Regions from separate parts of the Pungitius pungitius genome. Here region 2 is linked to region 1. Evidence: chromatin contacts called from public Hi-C data. All regions are on one chromosome and are shown on one strand. The core of a region is the stretch at or near the end of the contact, and the rest is flanking DNA. Distances in the headings are between cores, read along the strand shown. Region 1 holds the start of irx5a (iroquois homeobox 5a). Region 2 holds the start of irx3a (iroquois homeobox 3a).

Region 1 (5,182 bases), core at 732-3,231:
AGGACGACGCGGTGACGAAGAGGAAGCGATACAAGTAAGACGTCGTCAAAACAACATTTGTGGCGATTTGAAAAAAAGCTCCCCTCATTTGCGAAGGTGCCACACATTTTTTTACGCATCTAGAACGCTTACGCACTTATCTATGTTTAAAAAAAAAATAAAAGCGCAAATGAGCAAAACTCTACTCACCGACACCTCCTCCTTTATCGGTGCAGTGCTGAGAGTTGGAAGCTGTTGCCATGACCAACTCCTATTATAGGCTCCGTGATCTCAAATTATAGGTCCTCCTCCTACTTTCAGAGTGGGAACCACAGCGCGTTACACACCACAGACGCGTCCTTTATGGAATCAATAACAACAATTCTAATACAACTAATAATAATAATAATAATAGTATTGGCACCCGCTCTGCAGCTACTTTTGTTAGCGGCTCACGTGGCAAACATCATACGGGATTTTTTTTTTGTTTGTTGCACCTGAGCACATACATGACAGACAATAATTTAACTATAACGCACACGTATGATGTCATACTATTTCCCCCGCATTCAACGTAATCAAAGAGATGTCAGCCCCCCGCGAATGCAGTCACTTCTTCCCGTAGCTGCTCTTGTGAGGAAAAAAAAAAAAAATTCCAGTAATTAGTTAATTGTCTAAACACTGCAGGAGGCGTCGTGACACCACTGTAGGTCTCATCGTCACACTGTCATTTGATTAGGCGAGGGTCGCTTTGTGTAGCCATCCTTTTTTCTCTCTTCCCCCCCCCCTCTCTCTCTCTCTCTCTCGTCGGCTCCCACTGTACCCGCGTCATCATTCCTTGCGCTCTGGAGGTTTTCAGAGCGTAAAATAACACGTGACAGCGTGTGCACACACTCCTTAGCAGCGCCTACAGCGATCCCTTTCGGCTTATCGGAGACTTGAACTGGAAAGTCAATCATCAGCATGAAAACGCCTCGTAGATACGGGCTGATACAAAGGGAATAATATTTGTGATAGACTATTAACGTATTCATTTTTTGAAGCAATCACGCAAACCAGGTTCATTTAATTATAAGGCTCTCTAAATGATTAATTAATAACTTTTTTCTGTGCTTTTCCTGAGAGATTAATATTTATGAAACGGACCTAAACAAGGTAATTGCCGCTTTACAGTGGCATATTAAATCAGTATTTCAGCACTGAAACGTATCTGCAGTGATCAAATGAGATCACGCCTACTGGTCCTGGCGGATTTGGTGTAGTTGGCACTAATCTGCCCTGGTTTGTAGGGTTTTATGCCATTCTGGGAGTGTGTATCAGATTGGTTTGCCCCAGGATATATCGCAAAAAAAACTACTTAGCCGTCGCCACAGTTAATCGTCCAAACTCGGCGGAGACAGAATATTATTCTCAATCACAGCACACAGACGTCAATAATGCAAAGTTTGTTTACGCACAGCAGCTGTTCGGATTGATGTGTTCGGCCAGGTGCCGCTTGCGCCATCTTCCTTTTACTTTTCGGTGGACACATATCTTACCAAAGACCCATTCGTCTGGCGTTAGAAAGTCGACGTGCGCAAACGGTCGTAATCCATTTGAAAACTCCCATTGCGGATTTGCGCATCGAGTCGGTAGATTTTAACGCACATACTTAAAATGACGACTTTTTTTTTTTTTTACGAACAAAGAACAAAAAAAAAAAAGTGCAGCAATAAAGCGCCTTTTTTTCTCATTCCTGCCGGTATCTTGCAATCCCATATCCCCACATCCTGGCGTACAACAGCCGATATGTTATTGATCAAGTGTGAGAGTGACGGCTTCGTGAATAAGGGGGAGGTGGGGGGGGGTGGTGAGAGGAAAAAAAAGAAAAAGAAGAAAGTTGGGAGTTGAAATACTCGCATGATGTCGCCATCCAAAGGGGGGGCTGCCCGGCGCACTTGAGACTTACTGCAACGAGCCTTGTTAAAGGGAGAAAAAATAGAGAAATAGAGAATGAGACGGATTGTTAGTTAATGCAAGGGAGGGAGGGGGTGAGGAGAGAGAGAGAGCGGGAGAGAGAGAGAGAGAGAGAGCATGGATTTGGGCAGGGCTGTGGTTACCCAGCATAAACTCGCTTTTTCCTTCGGTGACTACACCCCGAGAGGAGGAGCGTAGTAAGCGTCAGGATCCTCAATTTTTCAACTTAGCATCTTGGCAGGACATTTTCCCAAGCAAAGCCCCCCGTCCGACGGGTGAAAAAAAAAAAAAAAAAACTTCTGCGCGGGCATGAGATCGAGGGTGCAACTCAGATAAGGGAGCCACAGAAAAAACAAAACAATTCCGAGACAACACATCCGACGGACAGTGGCTGGCTGCGGGCAAAATAATCCACCCAACACCTAAGCCTCTCTTTATTTAATCACTTTTACTGCTTCTTTTTTTTTCTTCCTTCCTTCCTTCCTTCCTTCGCCATTGTCATTTAGAAGGGGGAGGAAAGGCAGCTGGTCTGCAGACACACGGCTCTATGCGCTCCGACAGCAGCGCATAGAGAGAAAAATAAAAGGGGAGGAAAGTGCGCAAGTTAAGTGGCTTCGACTCTCCGGGCTCCAGCATGGCGTATCCTCAGGGCTACTTGTACCAGCCGTCCGCCTCTCTGGCCCTGTATTCGTGCCCCGCATACAGCACCAGCGTGATATCGGGACCGAGAACCGAGGAACTTGGGAGATCCTCTTCGGGATCTGCTTTTGCGCCTTACGCCGGATCTACCGCGTTCACTAGCGCCTCGCCGGGCTACAACTCCCACTTGCCATACAGCGCGGACGCGGCAGCGGCTGCTACATTCACCTCGTACGTGGTGAGTAAACTAAAGGTGATTATTCCATCTAATTAAAAAAACAAACAAACAAAAAAGGGAGTCACTGAGGAGATGTATTAACTCGTTATGGAAGTCGAAAATGCGCACGGTGCACGCGTGCGGTGCCAAGCGAACCGAGAGGGAAACGTGCGTCACGGAGGAGTGCGTGGATATAATATTACAGAATGTGAGGTCCAGAAAACATGTTGTTGAGTAAACAGAAGTGTGTTGACTGTGTTGTGTGCTGTTACGCGGTTCCTATGGAAATTGTAGATTTTGAGGAGAAAGCGTGGACAGTGCATACAGTGGAAGCTTTGCCTAAGTGCATTTCCCGTGATGGCTATTTTGGATCACGTTATGTTTAACTGAAATTATTGCTAACTTTGGACCATCCAATTTGGGGAAATTCCCTTTTAGTTGTTGTTTTCTCATGGCAGCACAGGCAACACATTCAGACGGGGCTCTAAAACTACAAAGGAGGATCCCAGCAGAATAGGCAAATTAGTGCAAGGCCCACTGTGCATAGTTAAATTGGTAGGATTTTAATGGCAAGAATATAATCGGCTGCGTGCCGACATCATATAAATAAGAATAAAAATGCTGAGCAAATGTCAAATACCCACTCAACTAATAAACTCCATACACATTAACCTTAAACTACTGGACTAAAGCCAGTGTAATCGTATACGTGTGTGTAAGTGTGTGCCTGTCTGTGTGTGTGTGTGTGTGTGTGTGTGTGCTCCCCTGTGTGTCCGAGCGCGCACATGCCCATGCGCGCGCGCGTGTGTGTGTGTGTCCATGCTTGTGTTTCCTTTTAACTATTGTTTAAGCATTCCAGAAAATGTGACACAAAACATTTTTTTTTTCAATTTGATTTTTCTTTAATCAGGGTTCTCCCTATGACCACACCACGGGCATGGCGGGCTCAATCGGATACCATCCTTACGCAGCACCCTTGGGCTCCTACCCTTACGGTGACCCAGCATATCGTAAAAACGCTACGCGGGACGCCACCGCCACCCTGAAGGCCTGGCTCGGCGAGCACCGCAAGAACCCCTACCCGACCAAGGGGGAGAAGATCATGCTGGCCATCATCACCAAGATGACCCTCACCCAGGTGTCCACCTGGTTCGCCAACGCGAGGCGCAGGCTAAAAAAGGAGAACAAGATGACCTGGACCCCCCGGAACCGTAGCGAGGACGAGGAGGAAGACGAGAATATTGATTTGGAGAAAAACGATGATGACGAGCCAAACAAGCCCACAGACAAGGGAGACTCCACAGACACAGAAGCAGGTTGGTGGTGCAGAGGAAGGGAGAAAAAAAAAACGGCTAGAGAAAAGGAGAAAAAAAAAATCATCAATTTTTCATCACAGTCGTTTCCACTCAGGGTGCAAAATTGATTGCTGGTTAATGGTGGTATATTATTTATAATGGGACAATTGCTTTAAATAATAATCACCTTGAACTCCCCTCGTTTGACTTCTCGGGGGCTGAAATTGCTGGTGACGCAAAGTGTTTAGCAGTCAATTTATCTTTAACTGCATAATAAGGATACAGCTGGTGCATTGCGCTGGGTATTCGGACTAAATAATATTGCCGTTGTAGGCTCATTATATCCCAGCTTTGAGCGTTTGGTGGATGCTTATTAGCATTACGACCGATGCGATAATATTCACTTCTGAAATATATATATTTGTAAATTAAAATAGTCTTCTTATTGTATGCTCACACTTTCATTTCCATCACATTTTTCGGGCTTGTGCAATACTGTTGTGCTCTTTCAATTCAATCTCCCTATTTTTTATATCACAACTTAAAAAGGGGGAAATTTATGGGATTTGTTCGAAATGTTTTGAAGGGAAATATGCATAAACCGCATAATTATGTCCATACACCCGATTCCATTTCGCAATGCTGTTCTCCTGCCTCGCGATTGCCCCAAAACATATGTTACAGCTTTATTAACGTTTTAATGTCACGCTTATTTGGCAGTAACTCTATTCTTTTATTTTGTGCTTTAGATCACAAACCGCTGAACCCAGGGGACGTGGGCTGTGACAGATTTAAAGAGGAGAACCATGGCAAAGACACGGATCCCCTCCTGAGCGACTCGGAGTTAAAAGACCCGGAGGAGCGGACTACGGAGCTGCTGCCGGATTCCGCGAAACCGACCACGTCGTCTCCCGCCTCGGCGCCGCAGCCCCGAGGGAACCAGGCCGCCGCGCAGCAGGACCAGCCGTCCGACTTGAGCCTCGCGACGGGCTCGGTGACCAGCAACGTGACCTCGGTCATCCACTCGCCGCCTTCGGCGCCGAAGCCCAAACTCTGGTCCCTGGCGGAGATCGCCACGTCCACGGACAGGTGCAAG
Region 2 (5,182 bases), core at 1,632-4,131, 180 kb before region 1:
TTAACAACTTCTTACTCTGCATCCAAGGCACTAGAGCTCTCTGAAATGATGGCAGTGAAAATTAAAACGCAATCATTGAACGGCCTACTCTCAGAGCCCATAACGGGTTTCAGTGAATTTAGTGTTGGAAACTAGTTGGCTTAATGAGCTGAGGAATTTATGTAAACCATTGAAGTAAAGCACATGGGCCTCAATATCTCAGGGACGAAGCAAGAGCAAACGGACACGAATATTAGGAACACTTTTCAACCAATTCAACATTTGACTTTTTCTTTTTTTTTTTCTTTCTTAAATGCTTTCTGATGAGGCTTTCATAATTCTCTCGGACATTTTCTTTTCAAAGCAGTTACACGCACACACGCACACGCATACATCACACACACTGCATTCTGTAAGCTATTATATTGTAACACTGTTCATCTGTGTGGCCTAAAGAAAGAAAGAGAGAAGAAAGAAGAAGAAAAAAAAGATCCATGAACAGGCAAAGGGAGGTCTAAAAAAAAAACATAATAGAAATGAATGACGGGCATTTGGACTAGTGTCTTTGTTTGTTGTTACTCATTTACACACGCGCGTCTCAGTGTCGGGGACATGTACCTGTGACTGACGTCTCTGAACTATGACTCTTGTCCTCCGTGTGCCTGCTGCTGCTGCTGTACAGCGCCAGGCCGGTGGCCGTGGCCTGGTTCGCCAGCCCCAGGTAGTGGTTCGAGTTCAGTAAAGCCAGCTGATGCGCCGAGAAGGCTCGGTTCGTCCAGTTCTGCATTTTCCCAACGGGACACGAAGAGATGAGTCTGTGCGGGGCGACGATGGTCTGCGCGGCGGGCCCCGCGCCCGAGTGGCCGCCGCTGACGTGCGGCGACTTGCGCGGATTGTCGGGGGCCGTGGCCGTCTCCGCCAAAGACCAGATCTTTGGCTTCTGGGCCGGCGCGGGGTTGTTTTCCGATGGCGGCGAGCCGACCACGGACGCCGGGTTCAGTTTGAGCTGGTCGCCGTTCGCCTGGGACGCTTTGGTGTCCAAAGCGGAGTGGTGGTGGTGGTGGTGGCTGTGGAGGTGGCTGTGGTGGTGGTGGCCGTGGAAGTGCTCCCCCCCCACCCTCTCCGCGTCCTTCCCCTCTTTCCCCACAGACTTTAGAAACCTCTGGTCGGGCCCTTGTAAATCCTCATAGCCGTCAGAAATCTCAGAGTCACTCCTCCCGTCCAGTTTAATGTCTGAATGCAGGTCGTCCTGGTCGTCCAAGTCGTCCTTGTTCTCGATATTTTCCGTGTCAATGTTCTCCAGGTCGATCTCCTCCTCGTCCTCCCTCTTGTCCCCCTCCTCCCCCTCGTGATCGCTGCCGTAAACATTTCCCTCTTCGTCGGTGCGGTTCCGCGGGGCCCAGGTCATCTTGTTCTCCTTCTTTAGCCTCCTCCTGGCGTTGGCGAACCAGGTGGACACCTGGGTGAGGGTCATCTTGGTGATGATGGCCAGCATGATCTTCTCGCCCTTGGTGGGGTAAGGGTTCTTGCGGTGCTCGCTGAGCCAGGCCTTCAGGGTGCTGGTGCTCTCCCTGGTGGCGTTTTTGGGTCTGGACGGGTCACCGAACTGATATTGGCCGTATGGATAGAACGCGGGATGATGGTGGGCGAACCCTGGGTGTCCCTGGACACCGGGGCTGTCCTTGAGTTCATACTGAGCACCCTGCGAACACAAAGCATCACAGTCAGAGGGATTTATTACACTTAATTATTCTCCACGACACATTGGACTGAGCCACGCACTGCGGGAAAGGGATTTAAGAGTAATGCAGCAACAATACGGTCTCTATTAAGGTTGTAAACAAACAACAAAAATATATTTTTTTATTTAACTTAAACGAGTTTTTTTTTGTACCAAAAGCGAGGCAACTGAATGCAACTTTTTAAAATGTTAAATGTTACGATGTAAAATTTACAACGAAACATTTAAGCGGGCAATACTTTAATGTGTGTAAACCGTCACAGCACGTTGCAACCTTTTATAAACTCGTCAGACGTTACTTTCAGGGAATGATGTAACAATAAGGCCTAAGCACGCTTTTGTTAATACGTTACTTTTTAACCACTTTTAACTACATTTCACAAAAGATCCAGCCCAGAAAAAAAGCAGCTTTTTTCACCACGTCGCTCAAAAAGTTGACGCTCAAAAAAAGTGCCAATGAACCGGAATAGTTTATTCATTTCCATTTCAATTGCGTAATTTAAGTAATATATATATATATATATATTTTAAAAAAAAAAGTTCTACCGAAGACTTTGAGGAGGGACCAAAGTGACTCACCAGCTGATTGAAAATGGATATGTCGTTGGAGTAGGGCAGAAACGCTCCGTAGCCCTGCGCCGCCGCGGCGAAAGGAGATCCGTACATAGTGGAGAGGACGTTGGAGAGCGCGCCGGACGGACTGAGCTCTGTCCCGGCCCGGGCGTTGCTGGCGATCCCCTGGCGCTCCGGCGGGTATATCGGTCGGATGTACTGATATCCCAGCTGTGGGAACGACATGACGGCGGGAACAGGGGAGGGGGGAAAGTCTGCTGCGGTCACACAAAGCGAGGGATTTGCCTCGATATCCACTTTTACAGTGAGAGCATGTGAGCAACAAAAGGTGCGAGCAGGGGAAGTCTATATTTCCTCGGTAGCAGCCAGTGTAAACGATCCGGTTGCGCCCCTTATTTCTTCTTCTTCTTCTTCTTCTTCTTCTTTCCACCCGCACTTCCCTATTGATCTGGATGGACTAAGGTCAGGTCCTTACAGATTGCTTTAGATTATTGGGACTGCCTTGCTCAGATTGACATTTCTAGTCGTTTAGAAGCCCCTCCTATTTCTCAAATCTCACCCCTCTCATATCCACCGCTCACCGACAAGCCTCCCTCTCTCTCTCTCTCTCTCTCTCTCTCTTTCCCTCCCTCCCTCCCTCGCTCTCTCTTCTCGGATAAGTGCACTGACGTCGCGAGCTCTTATTTGAATGGGGTTTCAAATCTCATTTTATGGCTCGCCAATCTATTTCATTTGTTATTTGTTTGAGTCCGTCCCACCGCATTGTTTGTGTTAATTCTCAATTTCGCCCGTTTGCACAACAGTAAGCCGTGTGATGTCTACGACTGATTAACTTCGTTTTTTTTGTCTCTAGTTTTCTTTCTATTTTAATGCAAAAGAGCACATTTATTCTTGGAGATTTGCGTAGGAGGACCTCGGTTAAAAAAAAGTCAAATTAATTCCCTCTCTTGTATCAATTGGAAATTGTTCACGCACATTTTTTTGGAACTGACATTCCTCTATATATTAAAAAAAACACGTCAGGTGGCAGTTTCAAACACTATTAAATCACAAGCAAAAAAAAAACAGAAAATAATGAATATGTTTTTAACTAGCGGCGGTACTCACGCCTTGTCATGACCCTGGATCACAGGCTACACACACCTTTTTTTTTTTTTAATTTATCGCCATGTCACCGTAACTGTGTTTTTTTACACCGGTTCGGAGGTGTTATGGGCGAATCGGAGTCAATTCAGGACATCAAACGGGTCGCATGGAGCTACTTGACATCAAAGAGGGAGCTGTTGATAGGCACATTACACTGTTAATGAAGAGTAAAGTGCAAAGTACCAACAATGACAAGTAATAAACAACTTAGTGGATTGGGCTGGGAAGATGTGTATTCCGGGGGAAACAACACTGTCTTCAGAAAGAATGAGCAAAACATATTAAGAAATAAACAAATATTTATAACATTATAATTGTTATTGTTAACCAAGCCAATAAACAAAAATAATGACACGTAATATTAATAAATAACATCAACGTTGTAACGGAGTAAATAAACAGATTGCTCGATATAAAGCTTAAGACAACACATTATTTAGTGATTTGAGATACTTTTCTCTAAATCCGCTCTAAAACCAAACGATCATCCGGACAGTCTGCACTTTAAGAAAATCCATTCAATAATTATGATGCAACCTGATGTTTCTTGTAAATAATACGGATTAAAACCAAACAAGGGAGTCAAAATTGAAATTCCATGAATCAATACAAAAAAGTGTGTACGGGACAACCGTAATCGCATTTGAACCGACTTTTATACCAGCATCTGTTTTGTTAATCGTTCGCAAAACAACTGCAGAGGTTCAATAATTATTCCACGCACTTTATTTAAATATAAGTCTTAACGTATTATTGACGGCGGGATCAAATCTCATCAATCTCAGTGTAGTTTTGATAATGCGAATCCCGGTTTCCAAGAATTCTAAACTTGTATAAACCTTTAATCTTCTTTGGAAGCAGATAGTTATCATTGTCTGGGGGGGGGGGGGGGGATAATAGCAGCTATAATTTCATACATAGAACTACCCCATACGGATACGCCTTGTGTCTGTAAAACTCTGTCCTGAATCTGTGTGTGTTCTTCGCCGACATCCACCCCAACCCGGATTATGGGGTTATTAATTACAGCGGCTTGCTGGTGCCATCCGACCGGAATGGTAATCACTACATAGCAGTCAATAGCACGCTCACACTTAACGCGCGCGCGCACACACACACGCACAGACACGTAAGATCGACCTACAAACGGAGGGGGTCCAGACAGTGAAGTGGAGGGTGGTTAAAGATAAATGCGTAAGTGTGTAGAAGAAGGACAACTTTAAAACGGCAACAACAAAAAGAGAAGGAGATAAAAAAAAAGAGAGAGAGAGAGAGAAGGGGGAGGAGCGAGAGAGAGAATAAATAATTCCGAGCGAGGTGTCTGACTGCTGGTGTCCACTAAGCAGCGCTCCGAGTCCGGATGGACACGTGTCTCATCCCCGAGACGACGGTCGGTCGGTCGGTCGCCTCCCCAACTGCCCCCCCCCACCCTTCCCTCCTCCTCCTCCTCCTCCTCCTCCTCCTCCCCCCCTCCACTCCACTCCACCCACGCCAAGGACTGCGTCTGATTTATTGCCTCCAATCAAACGCGCCACGCACTAACTCAACACTTTCACGCCGACCCGGGAAACTGGCGTGGCCATAAAAGCATTAAGACGCAGCTCCCCCATTTCTCCTCAAGAGAGTCTCAGTAAACAGTAAACTAACCCCAGCTGGACTCCCCCGCACACACACACACACACACACACACGAGAAAAGGCCCAAACCACCACGTTACATCTTTTTGACTTTGATTATTATTAT

Evidence for each region. A called contact is a pair of places that touch in the nucleus more often than the background predicts.
Region 2: a Hi-C map of muscle shows a contact between it and region 1, with 2.3 times the contacts expected there. The contact joins the promoter of irx3a here to the promoter of irx5a in region 1. A contact is called at or near these places in 2 of 2 Hi-C or Micro-C datasets (both in muscle).

What each region holds. Positions count from the first base shown.
Region 1 is chr4:19,392,765-19,397,946 of fPunPun2.1, reverse strand. irx5a (iroquois homeobox 5a) reads left to right here and starts at 1,981. Exons shown (of 3, transcript XM_037456108.2): 1 at 1,981-2,827; 2 at 3,702-4,107; 3 at 4,836-5,182. The coding sequence starts at 2,570.
Region 2 is chr4:19,573,859-19,579,040 of fPunPun2.1, reverse strand. It overlaps irx3a (iroquois homeobox 3a), which reads right to left and starts at 2,881. Exons shown (of 2, transcript XM_037455606.2): 1 at 2,300-2,881; 2 at 1-1,681. The coding sequence starts at 2,518. The coding sequence ends at 578.